2 separate regions of the Oryzias latipes genome follow, and region 1 is linked to region 2. A link is a contact called in public Hi-C data. All regions are on one chromosome and are shown on one strand. Each heading gives the region's core, a stretch centred on a gene start, on an enhancer-like site or on the middle of the called end of the contact. The rest is flanking DNA. Distances are from core to core; before and after follow the strand shown. Region 1 holds the start of erbb4 (receptor tyrosine-protein kinase erbB-4). Region 2 holds the start of LOC101167500 (myosin light chain 1, skeletal muscle isoform).

Region 1 (5,618 bases), core at 984-3,483, 440 kb after region 2:
TTCAGCCGCGCATCAAATATTCCCTTATTTTCTTTTAAAACATCAACATTTAATCCATGTTAATGACATTTATCTTTAGTCATTGTGTAAACCGCTCCTCACGTGTCTTTCTACACTTTCCCCCCCCTTTAAACACAGTAGACCTCCTTCAAGAGTTTGAAAGTCATGACAGTCGTTGCTTAACATTAAGACCAAAAGAAAAGAATGCGTTTGTTCTGTCAACATTTAGAAGAATCAAAATATGGCTGTTGGAGCGACATTTCTTCTTTTAAATTTTAAAATACATGGATTTCCCCCCTTTTATGATCCTACGAGGTTGGTGTGAGTTTGCCCTAAATAAATATCTGAGATCGTTTTTGAAGCAAAAATACAAATCTTTTGTGAAAAAAAGTTAAAATAAACCTTGAACTAAGATTCAACTTCTTAATTAGCTGAACGCCACGTGATTTTACACAATATCTTGTGATTAGGAAGCCTCCCACCTAAAGCGCAGCGTATATTTACGCAGTCATGATCTAGTTTCTTTTCAGTCCTGCATAAAGGTGATTATGCATGCTTATGATGAGAGTAAGGGGTCGTTGATGCTGTCTATGCCATCTACCTTCAAGCGCGCATCACTGAGTGCACCAATGCCGCCCTGTGCGCAAAGACCGCCACTGCACCGAGCAAACAGTCCTGCCACTGTCAAACCAGAGAAGTCCTGCTGTGTGCGTGAGCGCTGGTCCTCACACTCAGATCCACATGATCACTGTGGGAATCCTCAGCGAGGTGAGCAGTAATGAAATTTCACAGTGTCAGCTATGCTGCATGTCCCGATTAAACAATTCTCACATGGACGCATGTTCGGCGGCGTTATCGCCGTTTGCGCAGGTGATGGAGTTTACGCGCATTAACACCACAATGCGCCCAGGGCGCACCGGCGTGGGTCTCGGCAGGAGAAAGTTCCCTGAAGCGAGTGTCTTTGACGGGCAGCGCGTAAAGCTGCTTCATAGCTGCAGCCCGCTGTCCTGCTCACTGCGTTCATTAAAAGCCAGAAGCATGGATAACGTCGCTGCTCATCGCAGATAAATGGCTCTGCTGGAGAAAAGGCGACGCAGTTTAAAAGCAACTTTTAGTTGACACACTCCTAGTATTTCACGATAGTGATGACATAATATGTCAATGGCTGCTACTTTTTTTGGAGAGTTACTTTTTTTAAGTGGGGGGGGGGTGCATGAATGCGATGTCAGATGCTCTCCTTTTCACAGATTCAACAGTGACGCTCTGTTCCAGAGGAAGACGCAGAGAGCCTGTCTGATTCTGTTGGGTTGATTTTACTCAGTTATCTACAACTTCCACCTGTGCTTCAGTGGCACCCTCAGTCCCCCCCCCCACCCCACCCCACCCCACAGTTCCTCCAAATCAATAGGAATGTCAGCTGAAATATTCTAACAAACCGTAGCAGCTTTGTTTTTTTAAGCGTAACAAGTAGCTCCGCTGACAGCTCCGCTGCGCCCTGAGCGCACTAACCAGTTCCACCGATGCACATGGAGGAAGAGGAGGAGGAAGGGTGGGGGGTGCAAGCACTCAGCCTTCACTCACCTGATTGAGAAGAGCCGAACCCAAGCAGCAGGAGAAAGCTGAAGCAGCAAAGGACAGTCGTCGGTTTCATGGTTGTGCTTGACAGGTATCTCCTTTAAGTTCACATGTCCAAAAGCGTATCCCTCCTTCCTAAATGATGATTTCGTTTGCGTCTGGTCTGGTGTCTCCTCAGATCGCGAGTTTTGCAGACTTGTGGTGCAGCCTCTGAGTAAGTTTGCAGTTTACCCGGACTGTGCTTTAGCTCGCCTCTCTGTTCATTCAAGCCTGATGTGTGACTCAAATGAAAGCGGACATGGTTTTTAACCAAAAACAAGAAGCGTTTCTAGACGGCATGAAGCACAGAAATCATGCCAATACTCCCCGACTTAGACGCGAAATGCAGCTGCAGACTCGAATTATTTCAGACACACCTCTGAGGCGCTTAGCTCCTCCCACAGGCGTCATGATTGGCACAGGTGGCCGACTATCAGCCGAAACCCCGCCGGCGACAGCCAGACGCGCGCCTCCATTGGTCTACACGGGGAACCAAAATCAGCTGAATTTGGATTTGGGCTTTGTTGCACCTGTCACACTGAGAAGAGGGGAGACGAAGTCGGATATGCATTTGTGATCAGCAAAACAGATCAGAGAAACACTGAAGGGGGCTTCCAGTGCGTTCCATAAGATATTCATGTTGAGGGAACTTCTGGCAGGGAAGCTGCGCAGTGAGGTGGAAGTAAAGCGGTTCAAACTAGAACACACTTCATGCTCATTCTTTCTTTCTTTTCTTACAGCCTTATTTTGTCTTTCTTACTTTCTTTCTTTATTAATTATTTAAACAATTGAGTTCCTTTTTAATACAAATGCTAATTTGTTTTTTCTTTCAAGATCAGAGGCTTTGTGAGATTATATAGATATATTTCATCTTTGGGAAATGCATTAAAAATAATGACTAAATAAATACATTAAGGAAAAAGGGAAAATAATTAAACTGATAACATGTAAAAAAAAAAAACATTCCAACTTCAAATTTTATTATATTTTTTCATCCCTGGTTCATTTTAAACATGTTATTCTAATTATCGGATAACAATACAGATTTTTTAAAAAAATGAAAAAAGTGTTGAGATCATTTTATTTGTGGAGTTACTGGCAGTACCTTGAAGAGTTTGTGACTTTGTAGTTACATAAAGAGAAATACAGAAACTTTCGCAACAGGAAACAATGCGCTGAAAGGTTATAACTTTCACCTGCTGCTTCCTGGTTTTGAACTTTGTTGAAGGGTTGAAGACCTCCTGGAGATCCAATATGTGCACACATCTGGATAGAGTGTTGCCCCTTTCCCTCCTTCAAACACAAGACCTCCCCTTAAGTTCTTTATATGCACATGAACACAAACACCAAAAAGTCTTGGAGAAAAAAGTTGCAGGAAATAAGCAAAAATAATTCAAAGTTTCTATATGAGTAATCGTACTTATTTTGAGTAAATTTAAATTTTTCCACCTGAATAAACAAATAAAAATACAGCATATATATGAATTTTTGTGGTTGCAGTTTTCAAGTTTTTTTTATTTTATTTTTTAATTAAAGAGTCCTTTTCCATTGAAATTTCTATTAGTAGAAACAAGCCTTTTTACATTTTTTTATGACAAAAGAAGTTGTATTCAAAATAAGCTATTTGCTTATTTGTGGAAGTAGCAGACCACATCCTATACGAGTATTGTACCTTATTTTAAAGATCTACTATGTTGTCTTTCAATAGTTTTCATCATTATTTTTCTCATATACTTAATTAAAACAAAATCTGGTCTTTCTAAAGGAATTTAAATACTGTGACCATCCCAGGTTTTGCATTAATAAAGTATTTTGAGGGATAACAAAGTGTTGCTTCATAGGGCCGACAATTTTCAACTACATGGCATTGTTTAATGCCATGTCTTCTGAAGATGCCAAACTGGCCAAAAACGTTTTTTTGAAAGCCATCACAACATGAAAAATAGCATGTAAAGCCAGGATCGAGGTGTCTTTCTAGTCGAATGTGCAGCTAAAGTAAAGAGTCACACACAAACATTACTTTTATCTTCATTTGCACTCAGAGCTTTTTTTTATTATCAGCAGAACACACCTGAGTCAGGTATCTCCATTTCCATTTCCATTTATTTATTTACAAAGCACCTTCCACCACCAGCCAAGGAGTCCCAAAGTGCTATACATAGGTAGAATAAGGACAGCACAAAAGAAAAAAAACATAAAATTACATAGGTAGAATAAGGACAGCACAAAAGAAAAAAAACACAAAATCAAATCAAAACAGACATTAAAACCAGCATAATAACAGGACTAGGCTGATGCTAAAGCATTGAAATGGAGGAACAATTCTTTATTTAAACTCTCCAAGGGCATGACCTCTCTAATTGCCTGTGGCAACTGATTACATAGTTTAGGAGCCAACACAGCAAACGCACGCTCTCCCCGAAACTTCGATTTGGTTCTGAGAACCATTAAAACAAACCGGTATGTGGAGTGTACTGACTTTAAACCAGCAACAAGTATGGCAGAGGAGTTTTAAAAGCCAACAGGGTGCTGGACATCAAGACCAAGACCAAGTTTGTCACCCAATGGTCCATTTTTCTTTTCTTTGAAAAATAATAGTCTTATGAAAACCCTACAGACTGTTGCTGAGGAAAAACCCAGGGGACCAGACATTTCTGCAACACAGAAAAGCTTGTTTTCCACACACAGTTAAACAACTTTAAATGTCTCTTAAAGTGCTTTTTTTCTTCACTCTGATGTCTTGTTTGTTCTCCAGTAGAACATCTTGTTCTTCTTTTGCTCTGAGAATACATTTCATTGTCCACCCCCTCAGTCAAATTCAGATTTTGCGACTTCAAGACGTGCTTATCTGGGTTTGCAAAACAGGATGCGGTCACCTTCAGTTTCTAACTTACATAAGTTAAAAGGCTCTGTTCTTGACTGTGGCTGAGTCGCTCACGGAATCTTGAGGGGCTTTTCCTGAACCTGTGCTGCAGTGGTGACCCTTTACCAGTGGGGGGCCGGTCCAGTTCCCACTCGGCAGGTCACAAAACCAGCAAGCGTCACAGTTGGGGACGAGCTAGCCAATTCAAGCTGCCACCAACTAGTTTCCTGACTCTGTTTGACATTGGCTTCCTATCACACAAAGACTTTATTAAATTTTCTTCAGCAGAAATGAGCTTTTAATATCACTGACACCACAAATTTATTAAGAAATATGGAAAAATGAGATCTGGCAGCTTGTTATGAGGAAAGCCTTCACTCTCAATGAGCCCTAAATGGCTGCCGTTTATCATTTTTAATACCAAAAAGATGCAATTTAGCAACGTGGTATATTTTCATTATAATTTACACTTTAAGCAACAACCTTTTGACAGTACCAACCTAATGCTGTCAATTAGGTAATTTATTCCAGGGATTATGAGAGGGAATAGGATGGGGTTTTGTGTGTTCTTGAAGCTGCTCCCCAGCGCCTGCTGTACAGCTAATCTAATACATAACCTCCTGATTTGTTTAATGGATGAGAGTTTGCTGCTGCAAGAGGCACGCCAATAAAAGCCAGGCTCTCCAGAGGCTATTGTGCCTCATAATGATGCCAGACACACAATGTGAGAGTTATGAAGCAATTTTTTTATCATGCACCACATTGTTTTGCACTGTTGGTGCCAAGCAAGTAAAGACAATCTCTCCCTGCAGCACAGCAGTTTTCCCCTCTCACTTAGATAAACCTTCAGAATGATAAACTGTCCCGACCACATGTTGCAGAGACGAAAGCATTTTAGGGCAGAAATACCCGCCCTTAACTGATACTGATTTGTCACAGGCTTTTCATTAGCCATTTCCTTATTTAAAAAAAATAAACAATCAAAGTAGACTGCTTCTACAAAGTTGAAGTTGCTAAAACAATTACTTTTTCTTGAAGGTGTTTGAAGAGCAAAACGGATGAAAGGACAATTCTAATCAATGCGTGAACAAAATAACTTTAAAAAACTGTTATTTCTCCTCTTTACACTGGACAGATAATT
Region 2 (5,947 bases), core at 2,905-5,404:
TTTCTGTGAAATAATTACATTTGCCATGATGTAACTTCCTGATAACTTTTTTGCTTTTAGCAGAAGTTTTTGTCTCTGTCAGGAGTTCTACCTCGTAAGAAAGTGCAAACATGAAATTACTGAGCTTATTTCCAAAATAATTCATGACTAGTATAAATAACTGTGGTGGCATATTTTATACTATGATATAATCAATGATGATTTATTTAGATTCTTTCAATCTTTGCTGTAAGGGGCTAAGAATTTTTCCTAGTCATATTTAGTGAAAAATGGTCTTAAAATGGTCAGTTTTGTTTTTCAAATTGGTTTTATCCATGTTTGACTTACCCTCATAATTGATACAGCCGTTCTCATCCTCTTGTCCTGCCATGAGAGCATCAATCTCAGCCTCATTCATCTTCTCACCTACAGGGAAAAAAACGCCAAAAATTGTTAAAAAGAAAACAAAAATCTATCGGGCACGTGCACCAATGCAGACGTGCAACAATAAAGGCTAAGATGCCTCACCCAGTGTTGACAGGACGATACGCAGCTCAGCACCCATCACTGTGCCATTGCCTTCCTTGTCAAAGACACGCAGACCCTCAACGTAGTCCTCAAAGCCTGCCTTGTTCGGGCTGTTGATGATGGTCTGCAGCATGGGCAGGAAGCTCTCAAACTCTACTCTCTTGCTGGCCATGTCTGAATGAAAGGACAAAGGAGTCGTCTCCGTCCTGATTCTGTTTAACACCATTACCATACCCCACAATAGCTATGTCTCTTTATCATTTATTCATGATTTTACCATAATCTTTAACAATAAATTTAAAACATGGAGAAGAAGCGATGCTCTAGTGCCCTCTAAAGGTCATAAGACCCAACTGTTATTCTCACAAGGGATGGTCATAATGGTCATAACTCCTGAGCTAGCTGTATCAAACTACAGCTTTGACCATGCTTCTTTTGATATATACAACCACAGAATTGACAAAAGGATTTTTTTAAATAAAGGTGAATGGAACAACTAAAAATATCAATGTTTGTTTTAACTGAGCAACTTCACTGTTGAACCTTGTTCCACACTTAAAACAATTTTGACAAAAAGAGCATGCACATTTTCAATCCTCAATAAAGTGGCAGCTCTTATATTCCTCTTTATGATTGTTTTCTTTAACAGACACTAAATCTGTACTGCATTGATGACATCCCAGCCCCACTTTTGTGTTGTTTAGCTTGAGGTTTGGTGTGTCCTGCTGAAATGACCTCAGATCTCTCAGGTTGAGGCGTTATCTCGATATCAGCATGTCTCTTGAAAATTTCTATTCATATCACTTTACATGAACAACAAATGTGGTTTCTACTGAAAAGAGGCACGTGTGTATGTTTGACTCCAGAATTACTCTGTTTTCTGAAAAAAATGAAAAAGCCTGACATTAATAATCTTTTTCATACAAATAGTTCTCCTAAGCAATCTGAAACACACAACTTAACTGTTATCAAGTGCTCAACAGTGAAGTTGCCCAAAATTTGCTGCATGTGTTGATTTCATGCATTTGTACAGTCTGCCTTGTGTGATACTTCCACAAACCTTTTTTTCTGTGGCACAAACAGGGGTTGTTTTTTTTTTTGTTTACATCTTTTCTCCATTTGTGGGGTTTTGTGATACCATGTTAATCTCACGTTGGCCTAAATCATCTGCAGTTTGGCCTTAAACCTTTTCTGCTAAAACTAGCAATGATTTTATGACAGATTTATACACGTTTTAACTAATTGCAATGCCCAAACTTCATCATTTTTCTGACTGAAGAATTATTTAGACCCTCTAGCTTTAGAATCTTGGAATTTCTCACTTTCAGGATCTTTTTCCACCCATATTTTAACTATATTGACATTGTTTTAAAATATCAAAAGAAAGAAACTCTGCAAAGAAACTCTTTTGCAGGGTTTTTTGAATGCAGCACCAACCTTCAGTGGAGGGGTTCCCCAGCAGTTTGTTCACCTCCTTGTTGGTGGGGTTCTGACCCAGAGCGCGCATGATATCAGCGATCTGGTTGTATGCCACCTTGTTGTCACCCACTCTGTCAAAGAGACCAAAGGCCTCCCTGTAGTCTGAATAGACAAAGAATAGGAATGACCATGACGATTTACTTTTTCACAGACTTTGATGATTATGTGTGACTGAGTTGGTGCTGTATGACTCAACAGTGAAGCAGATGGACCATTTTAAGCCTTTATTAAATGTGTTATGTTATTTTCTCTCATGTAGCAGGAAATTGATAGTTTTTCTTTTTTTTTATTCAAAAATGATACTTTTTCACTATTTTTTTTCCTACTCCTGCTATAATCTTGCATTCATATTGGGCTTTAATCATCGATGAATCTGTTTTATATTCAGAAATGATAAAACATAACAGTGTTTGTCTTTTAAGTTTGTCACTCTTCACAACTGGATGCAATGTCTTGTCTTTCACTGCGCCTGCCAGCAGGTGGAGGCAGTTACTCTGCAAACTGTCAGGGGAACACAAGACATCTCAGAAGGTAGGGGTATTATTGGCTGAATGGACGGACTCCTGTTGAGCTCCATCAGCCCTTGTACTATTTCTATCTCAGCTGTCTCCTTCTCTCACCACGGGGCAATGGGGCTCTTTTAAAAGACCACCTTGGAATTGATAAACATAGCAGAGAATATGAACCCCCTCCTTTTAAAGGCAAGGCTCCCTGTGGGCTGCACTGAGTTAAAGTAGGGAATGCTGACTGCAGTGTAACGAGCCGCCTGCTCGGCGACAAGCTTGCTCCTGCAGAGCAATCAGCGGCACACAGGTGTTGGTTATTGTCGAACACTGTCATCCCATTGAGTCTAGTGAAAAAGGATTTCACTTTTCCTTCACATGGTGACTGTTACTAATTGGTAAAGCCAGAACCTCTGAGCTAATTTTACTGATTAAGTCTATTTAGCAATGTTTTTTCTTTCCAACTGTTTCAAGAATGACACCACTATCCCTCGTATTTAAAGGTGATTACATCTTTCATTTTTTTCCATCAATTCTGAAAAATGCCCCTCATTTGGCCACTCTCAGATCTTCCAAGACATTTGATATTTTCCTGGCACGTCAAAACATGACGCGATGGAGCGCCTGTCCTAAGCACTTCAGCACCTGTTGGGGAATTCACTAAACTATTGTTCAATTACACAGCCCCCTCCAGTTTAGACCCAGTTTAGAACGATGATTAACGCAGAGACAGCTTTGTGAGACCACACAGCAGGAGATAAGGAAGGACGCTGAGGCTTCTGTGTGGTCGAAGTGTCGTGTGATTGCAAAGGTGGGAGGCAAAGTACATACCTTCAATCTGGTCTGGGCTGAATTCTACCTAGAAGCCAATACAAAGCAGCTGTGTCAGAAAAAAATGTACAGAGCAGCAGGTTTGATTTTGATGTGTCATTAAACAAAGCAAACATTTCCCTTTGAAAAAACCAAACAAGCCAAACTCAATTTTACTAAAGCTAATAAACTGCAATGACATGTTTAATTTGCATATGGGGGCATCAGGTTTTAGAGGGGGAGGGCGGGGGCATCTCTATCTGCATTAACGTGTCCACATTTGGTATGTGTGCATTGAGGGAGCACAGCAGTCGCCCCTGACTGTCCAATCCTGAGAAGAGCTGGGTGTAGTTAGGTCATGGTGAGCTGTCCATGGTTCTGCTGCTTCTTTGCAGGAACCTGAAGCTACTCCCACAATGCAATATCTGCTCAGAGATGCTCTCATGAAGGTGGAAGCCCAGGGAAAGTCCTCATTCCAATGTTTCCCCTAAAAGCTAACTGGAAACCGGCGCAGACACAGATGCCTTCTAGTAAGTGCAGTCATGCAACTCTTAGTGGAAGCATCCTGTCTCTTCCTGCGTGCCATATGCCCCCCTCCAAACAAAAGATCACAGGTCTTTGTACCTTGACGGCGGACAGGTCGATGGCGGGCGCCGCAGCGGGTGCGGGGGCCGGTTCGGGTGCTGGTGCCGGTGCAGGTGCGGGCTCAGCCTTCTTGGCGGGAGCCTTAGGATCCTTCTTGGGTGCCATTTTTCACTTGATAGAAGAACTAGTTTGGCCCAGTAGCAAAGACAATTCCCAGTTCGGGTGACACTCAAGGAGTGGTGCACAGATTGGAGGGGACTCAGAGCAAGAAGGCACCCTCTGGGCGTATATATATGAGGCTATTTTTCCTCTTACCCCCCATCAAGGCTGCCCCCGAGTGAGGATTGGATAAGGGGTGGGAGGGTGTGTGTGCGTGGATGTGTGGAGGGCTCCTGTCTAAACATGGAATATAAGGTTGCAGGTCAGAGAGCGTTAATTTACGCCACATAGCTCTAATCAAAAGTGAAAACACCGATCATGGCAAGGAAGGTCAGCTGCGTCTCATCCAGAATGCGCCCCGGACGCACCGCTGTGTTCTCCTGACGCACAAACTCAATCCATCCGGCGAATGTGCCATAAGGATGTCAACTTTGCTTCAAAATTTTTACATGTTATATTATTTAATCTCGCTGATAAATGTCATAAATTCACTAACTGTCAGTCCTGAACCAGCAGTCAGGACAGAAAGACAGACGCATTTAATCCGTCTTTTATAAACTCCCACTAAAGGATTAAATCACAGCTAAGGCATGATAAAAAGGTTGGTATTATGTCTCAGATTGAATTTAATGAGAAAATGTTGAACAAGTCAATAAATGTTGTGAAATGTTTGTTGACAAATGCACCTTTATGGCCTTGACAACATTTTGAAAAAAGCAGCAGAGAAAAATTCAGTTAATATTGGTCACAGAAAAGCAAATGTTTAATTAATGTTTGCTAAAATGCACACCAGACTTTGTTGGCAGAGCAAACAGGTGTCTTTTGAATCTTATTCTATGTTTATTGCATGTGGTGCAGCACCTGTGTGCAGTTTGTGGTTCTGTGGGCAGCCCCTCCACCACCACCCTCAGGGCGGATGTGACGCAAAAGCACAAGGAGACAGAGCTCCAGAGCAGCTTTCAGCTGCTGATGCCAGTAACTCAGCCAAGGCTAAGAGAGCAAATTCTGTCTCCTTAATTCTCGTCTATATCCGTCTTTCAGACCCAGCGGTGCAGCCCCACCTCCTCGCCATTCCTAACCAAGATGACAGAGCTCAGTGACGAAGGACCTGCAGAAATTCTTTCACCCCTTCTCACCCCGGTCCCCCCCCCCCATCCCCCCCAACAGTATGCTTTCTCTGACCCTATCTCCGTGAGGGTACGCCACAGAAAGCCTCAGTCCCTTAGCTGTCATCTGAGCTCACCCCTGGCACCGCACCTCATCTTCTGTCTCTGACTTCCCTTCACTCCCTCCCCCAGCAGAAATTCTGCTCCAGAACTTGCACCTGTGCTGCGGTTCAAACTGAGTTCCACTACAGACTCTTAATGGATTCAGCAGCATGTGGAGAGGAGCTGTGTTAAAATAGGATGGCAGGCCAGCAAATAGAAGTTGAAAAACAAAAGTTACAGAACAGTCTTTAGAACTTGATGGATGTGTTTTTTTCTGACAATGTTTACTTTTTCCAAAATGAGAGTTCCTGTCACAAATAGTTACACAATGTTACATAAAAGTCTTTCATTTATCAGTGTTGTTGGTAGGGGTTTTTACATCAAGATGGCAAAACGTTTTAGTGGAGAACAAAGGCTTCCACCTGTTTACTGCAGGACACGCCAGGGATTTCTCAGGGTCACATTGTGCAGCGAGCCCCCTGTGGTGAGCACAAGTGCTGTCTGTGAAGCACTTGGAAATTTAGATTCAAGAGTCATGTGTCGTTATTTTATTAATTTTCTCCTGCTGTTCTACTAAAGCAGTAGTTATTTATGGTAAGAACATTTTAACGATTGAGAGAAACTATTTCATTTGCTGCTTGTGTCTCCCACTCCTAAGGAATCCTGCTGGTTCATTCTGACAAACTTCTCTGATAA

Evidence for each region. Hi-C and Micro-C count contacts between places; a contact is called where the count stands out from the background.
Region 1: a contact with region 2 is called in a Hi-C map of fibroblasts, with 6 times the contacts expected there. The contact joins the promoter of erbb4 here to the promoter of LOC101167500 in region 2. A contact is called at or near these places in 3 of 5 Hi-C or Micro-C datasets (embryo and fibroblasts).

What each region holds. Positions count from the first base shown.
Region 1 is chr21:18,937,329-18,942,946 of ASM223467v1, forward strand. It overlaps erbb4 (receptor tyrosine-protein kinase erbB-4), which reads right to left and starts at 2,234. Exons shown (of 28, transcript XM_011489669.3): 1 at 1,582-2,234. The coding sequence starts at 1,651.
Region 2 is chr21:18,497,941-18,503,887 of ASM223467v1, forward strand. LOC101167500 (myosin light chain 1, skeletal muscle isoform) reads right to left here and starts at 4,155. Exons shown (of 6, transcript XM_004081699.4): 1 at 3,924-4,155; 2 at 3,321-3,348; 3 at 1,945-2,088; 4 at 508-681; 5 at 328-405. The coding sequence starts at 4,049.